Regions from separate parts of the Sus scrofa genome. Here region 2 is linked to region 1. Evidence: chromatin contacts called from public Hi-C data. All regions are on one chromosome and are shown on one strand. Each heading gives the region's core, a stretch centred on a gene start, on an enhancer-like site or on the middle of the called end of the contact. The rest is flanking DNA. Distances are from core to core; before and after follow the strand shown. Region 1 holds the start of TXN2 (thioredoxin 2). Region 2 has its middle 220 kb from the start of MYH9.

Region 1 (5,204 bases), core at 1,348-3,847:
GAAGACCCTCTGCATTCAGAGATTTCAATTAATGAACTCACAACACCTAAAAGCCCCGTCTGCAAGACCTTAGCTCCTACCACACGTGAAGAAAGGGAGGCATAAGGTCATCACATGGCCTGCCCAAGGCAGCATGGTGAGTCAGAGAAAGAAGGCGAAGGAAAGCAAAAGAATCTGTCAGTGGTTTGCCCACAAGGTCTCCCAACTTCTAACTCAGGCTCCCATTTCAGGATGCCCCATTCTGTCGTAAGCCACACGGGAAATCCAAGGATGCCCTATTCTGAAAGGTTTGTCCAGTAGTTTTAGAACCAGGCATCCAGCCAGGCTCCAAAGGTCTGGAAAGGAAGAAGGCCAACAACAACAATAACAACCGAAAAAAAAAAAAAAAAGGCCAGACCGACAACCAGAATGCCATAGGCATTTAAATATCCTTTAAACAAACTCACAGGGCACCAGAAAGAAACTCCTGTCCATCCAGTGCACGCTTGGGCACCCAACTGTTAACTTTTATCAGTGGAACTGACAACTTTTTGCTAGCCCTTCTCCGCTTGGGTGGCAAGATGTTAAACACAATTATCTGCAGAGTCAGGAACTGGTAATATACCAAAAGCCAGATGATACTACAGCCTTATTTTTCCTGCTTTGGTCCAAGCTAAAGATGACCTGAGCCACTTGGGCAGTGAGATACAGAACATAACTGTTTCACAGCACTATTTGGAGTTTTTCTTTCTTTTTTTTTCTTCCTTTTTTTTCTTTTTTCTTTTACAGCCACCCCAAGGCATATGGAGTTCCCAGGAGGGATCAGATCCAGATCTGAGCTGCAATTGGGACCTACATCGCAACTGTGGCAACGATGGATCCTTGAACCCAATGCGCTGGGCTAGGGATCAAATCTGTGGCCTGGAGCTGCAGAGACAACTGCTGCCAATGCCGTTGTACCACCATGGGAATACCCACGGAGTGTTCTGAAGACTGAAGATTGTTTACTAGTCTGCCTCTTCCTTTCTCTTTTGGGCCTCACCTGCAGCATATGGACGTTCCCAGGCTAGGGGTCAAATAGGAGCTACAGCTGCCGGCCTACACCACAGCCACATCAACACCAGACCATTAACCCATTGAGCGAGGCCAGGGATCGAACCCACATCCTCACGAATACTAGTTGGGTTCTCAGCCTGCTGAGCCACAACGGGAACTCCTACTAGTCGGTTTCCTACCAAACTACACTAATCTTTGAGATAAGGGATTCGGTCTCACCGATCTCTATGTGAGAAGCATCAAACATAGTACTGAGACATAGCAGGTGCTCAATAAATACCAGAACAAGTGACACCCAGTCTTCTACTGACCCCCCCAGGACTCACTGTGCATGGAAATCCACAACCACTGGCGTCTCACTGTTGACAACTCGGTCTTGAAAGTCAGGTCCATCCTGGATGTTAAAGGTTGTTGTACAGACCTGGGTAGTGTATAATGACCGGGCTTGGCTGGGTGTTCCTGTCAGGTTACTAAGGCTGAGCTGTGGGGTCTGCAGGGCTCTGGAAGCGAGGGGTGCCCACCGACTATGAGAGGGCTTCCTGGAGACTACAGAGGCCAGGAACCTCCTCAGGAGAAGACGCTGAGCCATCTGTGAAGGGAAGAGGTAGGAAGAGTAGGGGCAAAGAACAGGAAGTCAACACACCAGAAATCAGAAAGGTATGTGGGAGTACCAGGGGGCTCAAGATGCAGGGCCAGAAACAAAATGTTGGGAAATAATACATAAGACTTCTGGAGGAAAAGTGAGTAAAGAATGAGAATCAAGGGGAAAAAGGAATCGAAAACCAGGATGGGAAAACTAGGTCGACAACCCAAAAAGCAGGATATTGGTGAAATTACAACAGACGGAAGGGGGGAAGGAATCAATATTTATGGAGCACCTGCTAAGAGATAGGTATCTTACAGGCATTAGAGTCCTCCCAGATCAACGATGAAGAAGTTTCTACTGTACTACTGCTCATATTATAGATAAGGACTTAGAAGCTCAAGCAAATTGTGACATATCCAAAGCAACCCAATTATTAAAGGAGAGTCGACACTAGAGCCCACGACAGTCTGAAAAGTCCTTACTCTATCGATTACTCTTTTAAAAGGAGTTTTAATGGGAAATTAAAGACAAAGGAGAGTTGTCAAAGGTTCAGGAAAGAAGACAAGCAACAATTCAAATAGGAACGAAGTGACACGGGAGCAGGTGGGGGGGGAATTAATAAAGAAGGGACGTGTGTGTGGAAGGAACTGGGAACCCCGGCTCCCCGAATGGCAAGTTCCTCCCACCCAGGGTTTCTGCCCGCTCGGCCATCGGCCTGCATGGGAACGCGCCTGCAGAGGCGCCTCAGCCGCGATACCACTTCGAACCATCCCCACAGGGCCCCTACCTCCCAGCAACGAGAGCGAAGCGACGCACAGCACGGCCCGCCCCACCGGTCAAGGGCACTTCTGTCGTCACTTCCTGAGGGGCGGGCCTTAGCGTCACTTCCGGGAAAGGCAACCTGAGCAAGTCCTCAACTAGAGGGCAGGCACGGGCGGAGCCTCCGTTAGGGACCGGAAGAGAAGCGTTCTTGAAAAGAGACACCGGAAGATGGGCGGGCTCTTAGGGGAGGAACCGGAAGAGGGGCGGATCATTGGGGAGGGACAGGAAGAGGCCGGAGGGCTCCGGAGGAGGGTCCGGAAGAGGAGGGGAAGGAGGCGGGAGTGCCAGGGAGGGGGGGGGGCGGAGAGAAGGGCGGTGGGGAGGCGTGGTCCTCGAGTTTGCAAACACTTGCTGACCAGCATGTCCACCCTTTTGTCTCATTGTCCTAATGTCGCTTCGAAGCAAAAGACTTCAGTTGGGAGTCCAGAGAACGCTGACTCGTATTTGTCATATGTGACTGTATAACTTCGTGGTTTCGAGCAAGTCTTCCTGCCCTTGGGGACTTCAGTTTCCCAAAATGTGACATGAAAAGCTCAGCTTGTCTTCCACCCTTGTCTCTTTGGGATTGCTGAGAAACTGGGCCCAGACAAGATGCCAACTGGTAGTGATACTTGGAGGGCCTGCCTCTGAGGCCCCAGGCAAAGTGTGATGATCCCTGAATCTACCTGGGCCTGGGCCTTCCTTTCTCACCCATTGTCGCTGTCATGGACAACAGGAGTCTAGGCATTTGTGTGTCTCAGGCTGGTCTCACAGCCACCCCTTGTCTCCCTTGCACCCTTTACCTATGTTAGAGCAGGAAAGGGCTGTGGGGTTTCAGAGCAGAAATAGAGGCAGAGAGTCCAGAGCGTTGAGGCTTCAAGTAGGTTTACTGAACAGAAGATGGCCAGAAGCACTGAGAGAAAGCACAGGCTCCCTGGTATTAGCGGGGGAATAGGTTTTATAGAGGCTTGTGGCTAAAGTAACCAGTGTCAGGGCTGGCATCAGGCTACATGGGAGGGGTAGGAGGAGAGGTGAGGGGTTGTAACAATGTTCCATGATATGGTGGGAACTGAAGATTAGCAAAGACAAAATGCAGTTAGGGCAGTCATCATTCCAGAACAGGCTGCTCTTGGTTGAACAAGATAAGGGAGTCGGCAGTTTGAGGGATTAAATCTGGCTCTAAGACCTTACAACCACTCATAACTTCTTATGGTTCTATGAATAAATCAATGCTTCTCCCTCCTCCCTGCCTTTGCTTAACTTGAAAGCCTTTTTTCTATGTCCACTCGGTAGAACACCTACTCATACTTCTTGAGCAGCATTAATTGCCTTTTTCTCTCTGGTGCTTTGTCCATAACACACTGCACAGTGTCTGTCTCTCCCGTGAGACCATATGCTCCCTGAGCATAGGGATCTCCAGCTTTTACACATGTCCATACACCCAGCACCAACCTGATACAACCTGGCTCACCAAGGATGTTCCATAGATGCTTATTAAGCTGAGTGTATTTTTCCTCTTCTTTTTTTTTTTTTTTTTTTGGCCACACCTGCAGCATGCAGAAGTTCCCAGGCCAAGGTCAGGAAGCAGGTAAATTGGCAGAGCCCCATCTCACACTTTCACTTCAATCTACACTCCAGCTAGTGGGAATCACAGTTCCATAGTTTGCTTAAATGTCTCTCCCATCCCTGCACTTTGTAGTTGCTACTTCCCATGCCTGGAAGGCTTTTCTCTCTACTGTCCAGCTGAGAAAATGCTAAACACCTACCAGACTAGGCATCATCTCTGGAGGCACTTACCCGATCCTCCTTGAGTGGGGGTGGAGTCCCGGAGTCCCTCCCCTGTGCTTCCACAGCCCCTGTGCACCTGTCAGTCACCACTCAGTGCATTGTTCGTGCACTTGGCATTGTTACCATTTTTTTGGGGGGTGGGGGGGAGCAGGTGGTTAGGGCCGCACCTGTGGCATATGAAAGTTCTTGGGCTAGGGGTTGAATCGGAGCTGCAGCTGCAGGTCTACACCACAGCCACAGGAACTCAGTATCTGAGCTGCATCTGTGATCTGCACTGCAGCTCACAGCAATACTGTATCCTTAACCCAATGAGCAAGGCCCGGGATCGAACCCACATCCTCCTGGATACTAATTGGGTTCTTAACCTATTGAGCCACAGGGGGAACTCCAGTTACCATTTCTTTTTTCCTCACTCACTGTACTATCTGCACTTGGGGGCTCCGGCTCTCCATTGCTTACTTTACAGTTTGGAGCATGGTAGCAGGTGCTCAGAGATTATTTGTTCCGTGGACAAAGACCCAAATCTTATCTTTGATTCCAAATCCTATTTTTCCCATCACATTGCACGGGACCATTTGCCCTTCCAAAATCCTTGCCATGTTTTTCTCCAGCTCATCTTGGCCGAATCATGCTGTTATTTGTCCTCCGTCCAATTGGCAGTTTCACTACCTCGCTCCCTGGGCAGGCAGGGCCACAGCCACAGCTGTGCAGGGGCCGTCCTCTGGGATGGGGGGGGGACTCCTTGGAACAGGTCCACCTCCCCTGGCCAGCAGCAGCCATGCCAGCCCTCCACTAAATGGAGTCCCTTGTCCATCGCAGGCAGGAGACCAGGGGAGGGCACGGGTGGGCATGGTCCCCCCTCCGTCTGACCCCTGCTTTTGCCTCTGCCTCCACCAAGGACTAGAGCCAACCCACTAGAGCCAGCAGCAGGACCCTCAGAAACTGGCTCTCTCAAGGTCATTTTCCCTCCGTGCAGCTGTTCCTGCTAATGCCA
Region 2 (5,204 bases), core at 1,408-3,907, 320 kb before region 1:
AAGGGCTGCACCCACAGTATATGGAAGTTCCCAGGCTAGGGGTTGAATCAGAGCTGCAGCTGCCGGTCTACACCACAGCCACAGCCACATGGGATCCAAGCCGTGTCTATGACCTACACCAGAGCTCATGGCAATGCCGGATCCTTGACCCACCGAGTGTGGCAGGGATCCATCCCACATCCTCATGGATACTAGTTGGGTTCATTTCTTCTGCGCCACAGTGGGAACTCTGCTTTCAATATGTTCTCAAAACTCAGCCTGCTGGAGTTCCCTGGTGGCCTAGTGGGTTAGGGACCTGGTGGTGTCACTGCCATGGCGTAGATTCAGTCCCCTGCCTGCGCACTTCTGCATGCTGAGAGCACGGCCAAACAAACAAACAAACACTCAGCCTGCTGACTTTTCCCCTCTTCTTCTTCCCTTCCTCTCCCTCTCCAGCTCCATTTTTTCTTCTCCTATCCCTCAGCCCTTTCTTCATACCACTACACATGGATCTTTGTGCTTTTCTGGGTGTTCTGCATTCATTCTCCAGATCAATGTAATTAAAGCCAAGAGCCAAGGAGAAGGGTTTATTTATCACGAGCCTGCCAGGTGCCAGGCAGTGTTCTAAGCCCTTTGTGTGGGTTCATGAATTCCCTGCTCGCTGCTGTCCTATGGGATAAGGACTGTGGTTCATCCTGCTATTCAGATGGGGAAACCAAGGCGCAGAGAGAAGAAGCAACTTGCTTGAGGACTCTCAGCAGTTGACAGGTGGAGCTGGGATTCTAATCTGGGTCCTCGCGCTCTTTGCTTTTGAGTAGAATGAATTTCAGAGGCGTCGCTAAGTCTCACCCCTGTCAGTAGAGGCCCAGGGATGTAAAAACAAGTGGGGTATATTCGGGGAACAGGGGAAGAACAACAGAGCAGAATTAGAGAACCAGATTTGGAGCTAATAGGAGACAAGAAATAAAAATTAGTTTGGGAGTTCCCATTGTGGCTCAGCAGTAACTAACATGGCTAGTATCCATGAGGACATGGGTTCGACCCCTGGCTCTGCTCAGTGGGTGAAGGATGCAGCGTTGCCATGAGCTGTGGTGTAGGTCACAGATGAGGCTTGGAACTGGCATGGCTATGGCTATGGCGTAGGCTGGCAGCTGCAGCTCCGATTTGACCCCTAGCCTGGGAACCTCCATATGCCATGGGTGCAGCCCTAAAAAAACAAAAACAACAACAAAAAATAGTTTGGAAGGTCGGGTGCACAGCAGAGAGGTGACATGAGACATGCATCTAGTTGTAGAGTTTGCAAAGAATGTGCACGTGTTCATTTCTCATTTCACTGTATCCTGATAACAATCCCTGGAGAGAGGATTCGAGACTCGTCACTCTTGACCTTTTACAGATAAAAGTCTGATGCTCAAGAAGGTGAAGTGACTCGTTCAAGGTCACACAGCCAAGACACAGCAGAGCAGGCACTTGAACACTAGAGCGTCCTGACACCGGGCACAAGGAACTGGAGCATAAGCTGCTGAGCGGAGGTAGAAGATGCAGGCAGCGCTTATGCAATGTTTAACGGCTTCTCCAGAGTTACAAAACACGCTCCATCTATTAATATACTGACTGTTTGTCTTCTGGGAACAAACTGACGGTATTTTTGGTTAGGGTTCTGAAGGGGAAGGATTTCTTCCTCCACCTTTTCAAGACAAATCACTGCTACCCACGGAGCTGCCCAACCCTCTGCAGACAATGCAGGGTTTAGAACAGAGACCAGGCAGAAGGAGCTGGAGAAGGAAAGGGAGCTGGAAATCAGGAGAGAAGTCTTTGGAGAACTAGTTCCATGAAGCGGGAGTGACGGGCACATCATCTCATTAGATGTTTTTAAGATGCCTCTCATCTTTTTCCAATTACCTGGTGGTTAGGGGAGGTGGGAGGGAAGGAGGAAGCCGGTGTTTGAAGACCAAAGCACGGGCCCACCTTGACATTTGTGGGTTGTTTTGTTTGTTTGTTTAGCTATGCCTGCGGCATGCGGAAGTTCCTGAGCCAGGGATACAACCTGCCCCACAACAGCGTCCTGAACCACAGCAGGGACAACACTGACTGAGCCGCAGGGGAGCTCCTTCTTTTTTTTTTTTTTTTTTTTTTTTTCACCCTGACATTTTAAACGCACTGCAAGAGGCTTGTGTTTTCACAGAGAAGTTGCTGGAAAGAGAACTCGAGACCTTCAGCGCCCTCCCCACCCCTGCCCCCCGGAGCCAGAAGGCCAGCACCCAGAGCTCACCGAGGCTCTTTGCTTCTTCTCGGCTGTGGAACAGGATCCTGTAAAGATGGTGGCGGGGAGGCCAGGTCCCCCGCACAGCCTGAGCCAGTCCCCCAGGGGGCCAAGCCGCCTCTGGCCCACGTCCCTTCTGACCATACCGGGAGACCCCTCCCACTAGCGTATTCTGAGGGTCCATCCTTGCCCGGCCCTGGTCCTCGTTCTTGCCTGTGAGGAGGGGGACACAGGTGCATCTCACGCCTCTAATCTGGCCACACGTGTGAAGCCAGGCCTCGAGGGGGCCTCTGGGGCACAGGAGAGGGGGCTGTGCTCCCCTACAGGACAGACTTCTGCTGGTGCTGGAATCCTGGCTGGACAGCTTCCTAGCCATGTGACCCAGCAAAGGATCCGACTTCTTTAGTCTTGTCCCCCCCTCGCTGTTGTGAAAGGGGAAGCATAATAACACACGCCCTGCAGCGCTGTTGAGAGAAGAGGCCCCATCAGGACAGGGTTGCTGTTCAATACCCAGAGCAGAACGAGGCGACTGGGAGCCTGGGGTGGGAAGGGTTAAGCCAGCTGAAGGGCCCCTCCCTCCAGGGGCTGGGTGCCCAAGAAAGGTTTGGAAGGGAGGGGGGAAGAGAGGGCAGGGGAGGGAGAGCAGGCCCCCAGGGTGGGGGATTGAGCTGGAGAGCTTCTGGACTTGGCTCTGGGTGCAAACGACCCTCCCACCTCTGCCCAGGCAGGCCGCTTCCTGTCGGGTTGGAAAATTGCTTTGACCTGGAATATTTTTGCTCGAGGGGGGCGTTGTGTTTTTGGAGCCAGGTTCTGAAGCTCCAGTTCCCAGCGTTCCTGGGACAGAGGGGGAAGATGTTGGATTGCACCGTCTCCAGGGGGGTGCGAGGAGGTGACAGAGGAAGGTGGAGGAGATGGCTGTGTAGGACCCCCCTTCCCAGCTCCGGGGCCATCCTGAGGCCTCCTCCTCTCCCTGGCACACGGGGGTATGTAAGAGGCGCTCCCATGTGATTGCTCAGCCCAGAAGCACCCTCAATCTTGGAACATTGCGGTTGGAAGAGCAGCCCAATGGGCCCACTCACCTTACAGGTGAAAACGAGGGCAAGGACCACCCGGGGTCAGGCTCCCCCAGGCTCCAGAGTCCCCACTGAGGCAGATCTCCTTAGCAAGCTGGCTGGAGATCCCAAGGGCTTCCTGTGACCTGACAGGTCACCTCTGGGGAGTTTGTTAAGACTCACGACAGTGCCCACCCCCAGGATATTATTATATCATAGATACAGTAATATTATCTATTATCTTCCCCATTTTTCCAGCGAAGGAATTGAGACTCAGAGGGGCCAGGCGACCTCTCCAAGGTCACAGCTGAAGTGTGGGGGGACCCAGATCTTTGTGCCCCAGGGACTGTGTGCCCACCCACTAGCTCAGCGAGTCTCTCTGAGCAATGTCTCCAAGCTCCAACCTTAGAGATTTTGCTGCCTTTTGAAAGCAGCTCAAATCCCAGCAGTCCCCCGAGGCAGTCACTTGTGGGCTACAGGCGCAGGCGGCTGTGTCTTCCCATGGATTTCTTTTATGTCCCAGCAGGGCCCCAGTGGATTGATTTAGGTTAAAACCACAGATTTACGTAACCACTTGTGATGTTGGGAAATGAGCTCAGGCTCACGGCTGCAAATCCGGGTTTGAGTCCTGTTTTTGCCTCTTGCTCTGGGGTGACCTTGGTTAGGTCGATTGCAATATGATTTTGGTTTTTTTTTTTGCTTTTTTTAGGGCCACACCCACAGCATATGGAAGTTCCCAGGCTAGGGGTCAAATTGGAGCTGCTGCCTTATGCCACAACCACAGCCATGTGGGATCCGAGCCGCATCTGCGACCTACACCACAGCTCGGAGCAACGCCAGATCCTTAACCCACTGAGCAAGGCCAGGGATCGAACCCCCATCCTTATAGATCCTAGTCGGGTTCATTAACCCCTGAGCCAGGAAAAGAACTCCACGATATGTATTTTTGACCAAGGAGGCCATCACAGCATGTGGAGATCAAACCCATGTCACAGTAGTGACAACACCAGGGTGCAGGGGTTCTTAGTTTTTAAGGAAAATGTGAGGAAGAGTAATCCCTTTTCTGCCCCTGGACATTGGTCTGTGATGCTGACAGCTGGTGAAATGTCTGCATCCATCCTGTGATCTTGATGGGGACAGCTGGACAAGGAAGGACAAGCACCATGGTGCAGATGGTGGGGCAAAAAGAAGGAAGCTGGGGCCTTGCAGATTTCATGGTGTTGCTGAATTATCCAGCCTGGACCTGCCCTAGCTTGAACTTCTCCTTCTGTATGATAATAAATCCCAGAATTGATTAAACCAGTTAAACTGAAGTTCCTGCTAGTTGGCTCTGGAGGACATTCTTTTTTTTTTTTTTTTTTTTTTTTTCTTTTTTCTTTTTAGGGCCACACCTGCGGCATGTGGAAATTCCCAGGCTAGGGGTCAGATCGGAGGTTGTAGCTGTCAGCCTACGCCATAGCCACAGCAACACCAGATCCAAGCCAAGTCTGTGACCTACACCACAGCTCATGGCAATGCTGGATCCTTAACCCACTGAGTGGGGCCAGGGATCAAATCCATGTCCTTGTGGATATGAGTCAGGTTCTTAACCTGCTGAGCCACAGTGGGAACTCCCTGGAGGACATTCTTATACACATATTCATACTTGTTATTTTTTCCAGCCCAGCATCCATTTCTACTGCTGCTAAAATAACCTGTATTTTCAGTGGGGGATCACCCTGCCCCTTCCTCACTGTTTGGCTTCAGTTCCTGAGCTGAGGCTGCCCAATCAGAGTATTTAATTTTCTTGGCGCAGTGAATGGTTTGACCCAAGACCCAGGTCTCGCCCATCTGCCTATTTCATCCCCTCTCTATCCTCAGCCTCCAGATGGAGTGGTTCAGGGATGAGCAAATAGCCTTCGCCCTGTTCC

The links. A called contact is a pair of places that touch in the nucleus more often than the background predicts.
Region 2: a contact with region 1 is called in a Hi-C map of retroperitoneal adipose tissue, with 1.8 times the contacts expected there. The contact joins the enhancer-like site here to the promoter of TXN2 in region 1. A contact is called at or near these places in 1 of 5 promoter capture datasets (liver) and 6 of 47 Hi-C or Micro-C datasets (alveolar macrophages, fetal skeletal muscle, mesenteric adipose tissue and 3 more).

The regions. Positions count from the first base shown.
Region 1 is chr5:11,261,863-11,267,066 of Sscrofa11.1, reverse strand. It overlaps TXN2 (thioredoxin 2), which reads right to left and starts at 2,597. Exons shown (of 4, transcript NM_001243705.1): 1 at 2,409-2,597; 2 at 1,362-1,624. The coding sequence starts at 1,624.
Region 2 is chr5:11,580,879-11,586,082 of Sscrofa11.1, reverse strand. No RefSeq gene overlaps it. Among named protein-coding and RNA genes, the nearest start is that of MYH9, 220 kb to the right of the region's middle. Within about 2 kb of position 2,657, at least 17 of the 83 cell types and tissues checked have an H3K27ac peak or open chromatin away from gene starts, as enhancers often do. A contact at or near this core is called in alveolar macrophages, mesenteric adipose tissue and retroperitoneal adipose tissue, where this site is marked.